Linked DNA regions of Sus scrofa: region 2 is linked to region 1. A link is a contact called in public Hi-C data. All regions are on one chromosome and are shown on one strand. The core of a region is the stretch at or near the end of the contact, and the rest is flanking DNA. Distances in the headings are between cores, read along the strand shown.

The links. A called contact is a pair of places that touch in the nucleus more often than the background predicts.
Region 2: a contact with region 1 is called in a Hi-C map of liver, with 2.6 times the contacts expected there. The contact joins the enhancer-like site here to the promoter of LOC110256108 in region 1. A contact is called at or near these places in 2 of 5 promoter capture datasets (fetal skeletal muscle and liver), 15 of 47 Hi-C or Micro-C datasets (blood, embryonic fibroblasts, epiblast stem cells and 5 more) and 1 of 2 datasets of contacts at active chromatin or transcription factors (skeletal muscle).

Annotation. Positions count from the first base shown.
Region 1 is chr12:52,780,280-52,784,756 of Sscrofa11.1, reverse strand. It overlaps LOC110256108 (cytochrome c oxidase subunit 6C-like), which reads right to left and starts at 1,908. Exons shown (of 1, transcript XM_021067829.1): 1 at 1-1,908. It overlaps POLR2A (DNA-directed RNA polymerase II subunit RPB1), which reads right to left. Exons shown (of 31, transcript XM_021067825.1): 1 at 4,435-4,477.
Region 2 is chr12:52,829,806-52,834,282 of Sscrofa11.1, reverse strand. The region is part of intron 1 of LOC110256109 (a long non-coding RNA gene); the gene reads right to left. Among named protein-coding and RNA genes, the nearest start is that of TNFSF12, 11 kb to the left of the region's middle. Within about 2 kb of position 2,637, at least 18 of the 83 cell types and tissues checked have an H3K27ac peak or open chromatin away from gene starts, as enhancers often do. A contact at or near this core is called in liver and skeletal muscle, where this site is marked.

The sequences.
Region 1 (4,477 bases), core at 659-3,158:
GCAGTTAACAAAGCCAGCTAGTATCTATGAGGATGTGGGTTCGATCCCTGGCCTCGCTCAGTGGGTTAAGGATCCAGTGTTGCTGTGAACTGCAGTGTACATCGACACACAAGACAAGGCTTAGATCCTGAGTGGCTGTGGCTGTGGCATAGGCTGGCAGCTACAGCTCCGATTGGACCCCTAGCCTGGGAACCTCCATATGCCATGGGTGCTGCCCTAAAAAGACAAAAAAAAAATTTTTTTTACTTATTTCCCAAATAACCACAACTAACTTATGACACCTGTTAGGCATTGCATAACTTCTCAAATCCTGGAATCAAATAGGACCACGACACTCCACACTGATTTTTGCCCAGTATTTAGCAACTACTAAAAAAACCCAGCTTCACAAAGATATGACGTCATCGAAAGGGATCTGGCGCCATCTAATGCTGAAACTACCCAATCTAGTAGTTCCCAGGAGAGCAGGCAAATGCTACTGCCCTCCTGTGCTGCTTCTGAAAATTTAAAATCTTGCTGGGCCCCTGTGAGTTTGCTGTGGTACCTCGGCAGTTTGGGAACAGGGGATCAGGGGATTTAACCTATTGGGAAGTTCCTGTTCTATTGTAATAGACCCTGAGTTACTCAATAGGATTCCTATTAGTAAATACTTAGGTGATTTATAATTTCAAACAATGTTGCAATAAAAATCCTTCTTCACATATCTTTATACCAGTTTATCCTCCTACCAATCATTTCATTCACTCACTTATTCAAGTAACTTTTATTACATGCCGACTATGTACCAGGGACTATTTGAGACGCTGCAGGAAGAGAGGTGAATACAAAGTCCCTTATGAAGTTTACATTCTCTTGAGGAAGGAAGAAACAGAAAAAACTCATCCTTGCAGGTATGGACCAGCATGAAGTAAAATCAAGTCTGGGGGTGGAGAAGGCAGGGGGATGCTACCTGAACAGGGTGGGGGGAAGAGGGCCCAAGGAGACGCCATTTGAAGGGAGAACAGGCTAACAAAGGAATGGGCCCCCTGGGTCTGAGCAATGTTGTTGGAAGCAGTAAGAAGAGTGAATAATAAAGTCCCTGAGGCAGGAAGGAGCTTGGAGGACTGGACGAACCGGCAGGTCAGTGTGGCTAAAGAGCAAAAAGGAGAGCGGGAATGAGTGGGAGAGGCAGGCAAGGGCCAGCTAACACAGGACCTTGCGGAGCAGAGTGAGGAGCCTGGATCCTTTGAAGAGAATTCTACGTGGGGAAGAGACAGGCTTAAAAGACCTCGCTAGCTGTTCTGCACACGGTAGGAAGAACAAATGGGGTTAGGGCTACTGCAGCAAGCACTCCACAGGAGAGAGGACGGCGCCGGACACAGCCGGATCCCAAGCCGGATCCCACGCATGTTCTGAAGAGCAGCATTGACAGACTGGCAGAACAGAGGTTGTGAGAAAGAATCAAAAAGATGGCTTTGCGATGTGGGGCCTCCGCCACTGGATGAGTGGTGGAGCCATGCCTTGCTTGCTGAACCAGGAAAGACGGGGGAGGGACACGTTCAAGGGGCCAAATGAACCGTCTCTGGTTACATACCAGTTTCTCCTCCTAGCAACAAACGTACAGCGTGCCCAGTTCCCAATATTTGTGTCAGCAGGGCAAAATCATATTAAAGAAAAATTTTTATTGTCATCAGCATGTTTTTATTAGTGAGCCGAATATTTTTATTGGCCATTTGCAGGACTTTGTGCACTGCCTATGCGTATCCTTTACCCTTTTGTCTAGATGTGTGCTTTCCTTACTGATTTCCTTCTTCATTTTTTTTTTTGGCCTTTTAGGGCCTCACCTGCAGCACGTGGAGGTTCCCAGGCTAGGAGTCGAATCGGAGCTACAGCCGCTGGCCTACACCACAGCAACACGGAATCTGAGCCGCATCTGGCACCCACACCACAGCTCAGGGCAACACCGGATCCCTGACCCACTTAGTGAGAACAGGGATCGAACCTGCATCCTCATGAATACCAGTCAGATTAGTTTCCACTGAGCCACAACAGGAACTCCTTTCCTTACTGATTCCTAAGTGCTCCTTGTTTATTAAGAAGTCTAACCTTGTCCCTTTGTCCATCACACTACAAATATTGTTTCCCAGTTTTTTTATAATGATTTTTATTTTTTCCATTATAGCTGGTTCACAGTCCCTATCGATTTTTTTAGCTGCCCAGGTGTCTCTGATAAAACAGAGGTGGTTCTTAGTCTCATGCAGTGAAATCTGCCTTGCTTTCCCTTGAAGATAAAATCCTGAGCTCAGTGCCTATCATATAACAGGCACTGAACAAAAACGTACCTATAATTCACTGACTATTAAAGGTGTCTGCCCTGGTATCAGCCCCCCCCCCAAAGGCTTCTATATTTTTCAAGTGCTTTACAGATTGTTGTTGTCTTTTTAGGGCCGCACCCGCGACATAGAAAGGCTCCCAGGCTAGGAGTCAAATCAGAGCTATGGCTGCCGGCCTGCACCACAGCTCACAGCAACGATGGATCCTTAAACCACTGAGCAAGGGCAGGGATCAAACCCGCAACCTCATGGTTCCTAGTCAGATTCGTTTCCACTGAGCCACTTTTAAGGGCCGCACCCGCATATTGAAGTTCCCAAGCTAGGGGTCGAATCGGAGCTATAGCTGCCGGCCTACACCACAGCAACTCGGGATCCAAGCTGCATCTTCGACCTACACCACAGCTCAGGGCAACGCCGAATCCTTAACCCACAGAGGGAAGACAGGGATCGAACCTGAATCCTCATGATTATTAGTTGGATTTGGGTGCACTGAGCCACAATGGGAACGCCCCAGTTTTGTTCTTCAGATTTCAACCTCGACTCCATCTGGAATTTATCCTAAGAGGTGTGAGTTCAGGAGATTCTAACTCCTGACACAACTCTCCTACAGCTGAGCCTCTTCCTTGGACAAAACCGTCTCCATCCACTCAATTCCAGTCTCTCCAGCCAAAAGGCTTCCTTCAGTTCACTCCACAAAGGAAGGAGTCCAAGTCACCAACAGCTCCACGTCCTCCCTGGTCTCTCCTGCTTCCATCCTTAGCCCTCCTCACTAGTCAGTTCTTCATAAGACAACCAAGATAGTAATATATATATATTTTAGGGCCGCACCTGCGGCATATGGAAGTTCCCAGGCTAGGGGTCAAATCAGAGCTACAGCTTTGGGCCTACACCACAGCCATGCAGGCTCTGAGTGGCATTTGCTACCTACACCACAGCTCATGGCAACACCAGATCCTTAACCCACTGAGCAAGGCCAGGGATGGAACCCACATCCCCATGGTTCCTAGCCAAGTTCGTTACCACTGAGCCACGACGGGAACTCCTGTAAGTTTTTTTTTTTTCTCTTTAATGTAAACTCGATGTCACTCTCTTGCTTATAATTCTCCAATGGCTTCCTACTGAAAAAAGAGAATGAGATCCAGATGCTTTACCACAATTGACGACACCCCACCTGGCCTGTCCCACCTCATGCTTCTCTGGCCCATTTTATTTTTTCCTCCAAAAAAAGATGTTTTGCTTTCTTTTTAACATGGACACCCAATATTCGCTTATTCCAAACACTGCTGACCAGAAGTATGTAAACTAGACGCTGGAGTTCCTCCAGCCCATTTTATAATACTCTCCTCACCCACTTAAACTGACCGCTTTTCAGCCCACAGGGCACATCAAGTTAATCCCTCCCTCAGGCCCTTTGCACTTGCTCTTTCCTCTCCCTAAAGAGCTCTTGTCCTAGAATCCATGGACCCAGAGACTGGCTGCTTCTCATATTTTGGGTAATGTCACCGCCTCAGACAGGCCTTCCCAGACCCTGACACCACCCCATCCAAAGTAGCTCTCCCTCGATGGCTCTCCATCGCATTAAACCGTTTCACTTCACTCAAGGCACTTGCCATTCACAGAATGATCTTGCTCATTCATTTATTCGTGTTTACTGGCTGTCTCCCCTGCCCCTTCCCAAAGAATGTGCTCTAGGAGGCAGGGTCCTTGTCTTGTTCGGCTCGGCGTCCCCACCGTCTGTTATGTCTATCACGTAGCAGGTGCTCAATTAATACATGTAGAAGGGGGAGGGAAAAAAATCTGGGGCTCGGCTTCTCATCCAAACTTGCGAAGGCCCCCTAGGATCCGTGTGATCTCGTTTAAGGTCGGTCTCTTCCTCCTTCTCACCCTCCAGCCCCTCTCGCGGCCAGGCCCCCAGCCCGGAACAGCGCTAAGCTTGCTGACCCCTAGGAAAACTTAACTCTGGGGAGGCCGGGAAGCTGGACTCTGCAATGCCTTGGCGCCGCTAACCCATCTGCCCCGCCAGCCACGCTGGGCCAGCGAGCAGCGCCAAGTTTCCGCAGCTGCAGTCAAGCTCCGCCCGCAGCGCGGGAGGGAGAAAGAGTGGGAGGGTAGAGCCGCTTACCAGTTCATCCGGACTGAGGACGCCGAACTGCACTCGCTTGATG
Region 2 (4,477 bases), core at 1,388-3,887, 49 kb before region 1:
TGTGGCTGTTCCTCACATCAGACCCCGCCTGACGGTCCTACAGTCTAGCTCCACCCCGGCACCATGTGCCTGGAGAAAGCCTCAGATTCCTCAGGTTAGCAGCTCCATCATCGTGTAAATCTGTCCCTTCCCTCATTCACCTCGGACACCAAAGGGACGTCAGGGTGTGGCCTGCGCTTCTCATCGACCTGCTAGAACCACAGGTTCCCACCACGTCTTCTTTAGGTGGATTCACTGGCTAGAGAGGCTCACAGAACTCAAGGAAACAGGTCCCTTCCAAGATCATCAGTTTCTTACAAAAGGATAAGCCAGGTGGAAGAGATGCCCAGGGGAAGGAATGTGGGAAGAAGAGTGCCCCCCCCCCGCCCCGCCACCTGCTCACCAACCCAGAAGCTCCCCACACCTGGTCCTCTGGCATGTTATGGAGACTTTGTTACATAGGTGTGATTAATGAAATCATTGGCCACTGGCGATTGCCGTCAATCTCTAGCCTCCCCCCTCCCTGAAAGTCTGGGATTGAAAGTTCCAACCCTCTAATCACGTGGTTGGTTCCCCTGGCAACCAGACTGCATCCTTAGGGGCCCTCCAAATTCACACCCGAACATAAAGTCTGGGCCAGAGAGGGGTTTTTACGACACTTGTGACACATGACATTCCTTTCACCCTTATGGCCCTGGCACTATTTTGGGAACTGAGGACAAAAGACCAAATACTAAAACAAAAGTTACTGCCAATGTTCTTATCGATTGGGAAATTCCAAGGATTTTAGGAGCTCTGTGCCAGAAATGGGGAGAAAGATGAAATAAGTATTTCTCATTATAAAGCACAATATCACAGAACATTCTCTAGTTTTGTTTTTTGGTCTTTTGTCCTTTTTTTTTAGGGCTGCACCCACAGCATATGGAGGTTCCCAGGCCAGGGGTCTAATCAGAGCTGTAGCCACCGGCCTATGCTACAGCCACAGCAACAACAGATCTGAGCAGCATCTGCGACCCACACCACAGCTCATGGCAACGCTGGCTCCTTAACCCACTGAGCGAGGCCAGTGATCAAATCCACATCCTCACGGATACTGGTTGGGTTTGTAACCCGCTGGGCCACAACGGGAACTCCCTATTCGTTTTAATTTTCAGTATAACCATGCATTCGTTCTTCAGGTATTGTTTAATGTATTATAGTCTCAAATCATTTTCTTTTTTTTTTTTTTTTTGTCTTTTGTCTTTTTTGTTGTTGTTGCTATTTCTTGGGTCGCTCCCGCGGCATATGGAGGTTCCCAGGCAGGGGTTGAATCGGAGCTGAGCCACCGGCCTACGCCAGAGCCACAGCAACGCGGGATCCAAGCCGCATCTGCAACCTACACCACAGCTCACGGCAACGCCGGATCGTTAACCCACTGAGCAAGGGCAGGGACCGAACCCGCAACCTCATGGTTCCTAGTCAGATTCGTTAACCACTGCACCACGACGGGAACCCCATTTTCATTTTAATATGCACCTTGTCCAGATTCATCCAGTGGGAGGTTTTTCCACCTGATTCTTGGGTCCTCTTCAGTTTCCGAGCTCTTCCTTCTTGTCTTCCTCCTCCTCCGCTTTCTTCTTTTCCCGCTCTCTCTTCCAGGCACAGCTTGTACTTCCTCTGTACCAGCCCTGTTTTTATTTTTGTTTTTTGGCCATGCCCATGGCATTTGGGTCAGGGACTGAATGTGCCCCACACCTGCGACCGGAGCTGCAGCCGTGACAATGCCAAACCCTTAACCCACTGAGCCACCCGGGAACTCCGGGGCTGCAATTCATTTATCTTTGTTCCCTGAACCTGGCTAATGCCTCACACATGGTAGATGCTCCATAAATGTTTGTTACGTGAAAGAATGAGTGATTTTGCCAGGAAGCAGAGAGAGCAGACTTCAGACCTGGGTCTCCAAAGTGACCTCTCTCACCTGGTGTCCCATCCCTCCCCAGAGGAGGGGAAAGAGGACCTGGCCTTGGAGACGGAATCGGGTTCAGGGAGCAGAGACGAGGGATGAGCATTCCAAGGTCAGGTGCGCAATCCTTAGCCTGACCAGTCATCTGCACCTTCTCTATTTCAGAGTTTCCTACGTCCCAAGGTTTTACTTTTATCCCAGCTCTCCATCCATATCGTATCTGCCTCAGAGTAAGACTCCACCCAGAGTTCCCGTCGTGGCACAGTGGTTAATGAATCCGACCAGGAACCATGAGGTTGAGGGTTCGATCCCTGCCCTTGCTCAGTGGGTTAAGGATCCAGCGTTGGCGTGAGCTGTGGTGTAGGTCACAGACGTGGCTCGGATCCCACATTGCTGTGGCTCTGGCATAGGCTAGACCCCTAGCCTGGGAACCTCCATATGCCGTGGGAGTGGCCCAAGAAATGGCCAAAAAAAATGGCACTAAATGGCAGGAGGGGGGCTGAATTCGGGGGGAGGGTGCCCTGGACCCCTTACTTACCTGGCTGTCTGGCCCCAAGCTCAGACTTGGTGGCGTGGGCAACATGGCACCTGACCTGACGGCTAATGCGATCGATCTAGTTTGGCCCCTGGCCCTTGGCACCTGCCTCAGCTTGGCCCTGAGCTGCAGCTTGACTCAGCTCCAGCTTGGCTGGGATGGCTTAGACCACCTGGCCTCCTTCCAAGCCGGAGAGTATAAAAGCAAAGTACAAGTCCTGATATGCCAGTGGCAGCCGCCTCAGGCCCTCTGTTTGGGGAAGGCAAGTGTAAACTCACAATCAGTCCCAAAAGTACCCTCATCCGGTCTGCCTGCAGCCACTGGCCCCTAGGCGGGCGGGGGGTTGGGAAATGGAAAACCTGGGCTCTGGCCCCCTTTAGCGTCAGGCCTTCGGTAAGGCCTTGGATGGGCTCCCTGGCTCTCTGAGCCTCCAATGGGCTGAAGAGAAATCAGGCCTGCCTGGGATAATTCTGCTGGACTGGAGAGCTGAGGTCACATCATGGATACTTTAGTTAGTTATTTATTTTGGCCACGCCCACAGCATGTAGAGTTCCCCGGGCCAGGGACGAAACTGGAGCCATAGGAACAACTGCAGCCACAGCAGTGACGAGTGTCCTTCACCACTAGGCCACCAGGGAACCACATCATCACATACTTTTTTTTTTTAGGGCTGCACCTGCGGCTTATGCAAGTTCCCAGGCTAGGGGTCAAATTGGAGCTATACCACAGCCACAGCCACAGCGGATCTGAGCCGTGTCTGCGACCTACAGCACAGCTCCCAGCAACACCACATCCTTAACCCACTGAGCCAGACCAGGGATGGAACCTACATCCTCATGGATACTAGTCAGGTTCATTACCACTGAGCCACAGTGGAAACTTCCCACAGCCTCATGCCTGGTTTAGATAAAATGTGGCTTGCGTATTTTATCTTCCCGGATTCTCCAAACAAGCCTGGGAGGAGAGGGCTGTTCTCTGCATGTTACAGAGAAGAAAAAGAGGCTGAGACATCAGGGGCCAAGCCCAAATGTGCAGAGCTGTCCACTAAGGGACTAATTACAACCAGTCTGAACAGGGATGGCTGCATTTGCGCGGCCTCTCCGGTGAGCAGAGCAGCGTGGTTGCCAGCGTTAATTTAACCCTCACCAAAAAACCTCTGTGATGAGAACGTGATCCCCATTTTATAGATGAAAGAAAACTACACTCAGAAAAATAAGAGAAAAAAAAAAGTTCCTGTTGTGGTTCAGTGGGTTAAGGGCCCGACACTGTCTCTCTGAGGACACAGGTTCGATCCCTGGCCTTGCTCCGTGGGTTAAGGATCTGGCGTGGCTGTGGCGTAGGCCAGCAGCTGCAGCTTCAATTCAACCCCTGACCTGAGGACGTCCATAAGCCACAGGTGCGCCCTAAAAAAAAAAAAGAAAGAAACTAAATGCTTTGCAAATGAGTACAGCTCACCTAGTCAAGGGCTAGAACCCAGTCTCTGTTGCATTTTCTGCTTCGCATGGCTCCTTCTTGAAGCGCCAGAGCAAACTTTAGGAGGCATTTGAGCCTCCACCTGGAGGGCTTGGTAAAGCCTCAACTGCTGGGCCCCATGGCCTGCCTTTCAGACTCTGCAGGGCCCAGAAAGAGAATTTTCATTTCAGATGATGCCTCCCCTGTGGGCCTGGGGCCTTGCTCTAGGATGGCCAGTCTCAGCCCTGGCCTCACAGCTTCCAAGTCCTGCTTAGGCTGGGCTGGGGGAGTCCCCTGGACAGAGCCTGGTCCCAGTGCTGAGGCATGGCCCTAAGACAAGCAGGACATAAGCCCTCTCCAACCACCTCAAACGCTTGTCTGTGGCTGAGCTGTTAAGAGTTTTTAGTTGAAAGTAATAAAAACCACCCATGGTGTTTATAAGCAGAAAAAGGGTTTATCCAAGAGTTCCCATCGGGTCCAGTGGTTAACGAACCCGACTAGTATCTGTGAGGTTGCGGGTTCAATCCCTGGCCTTGCTCAGTGGGTTAAGGATCCGGCGTTGCCGTGAG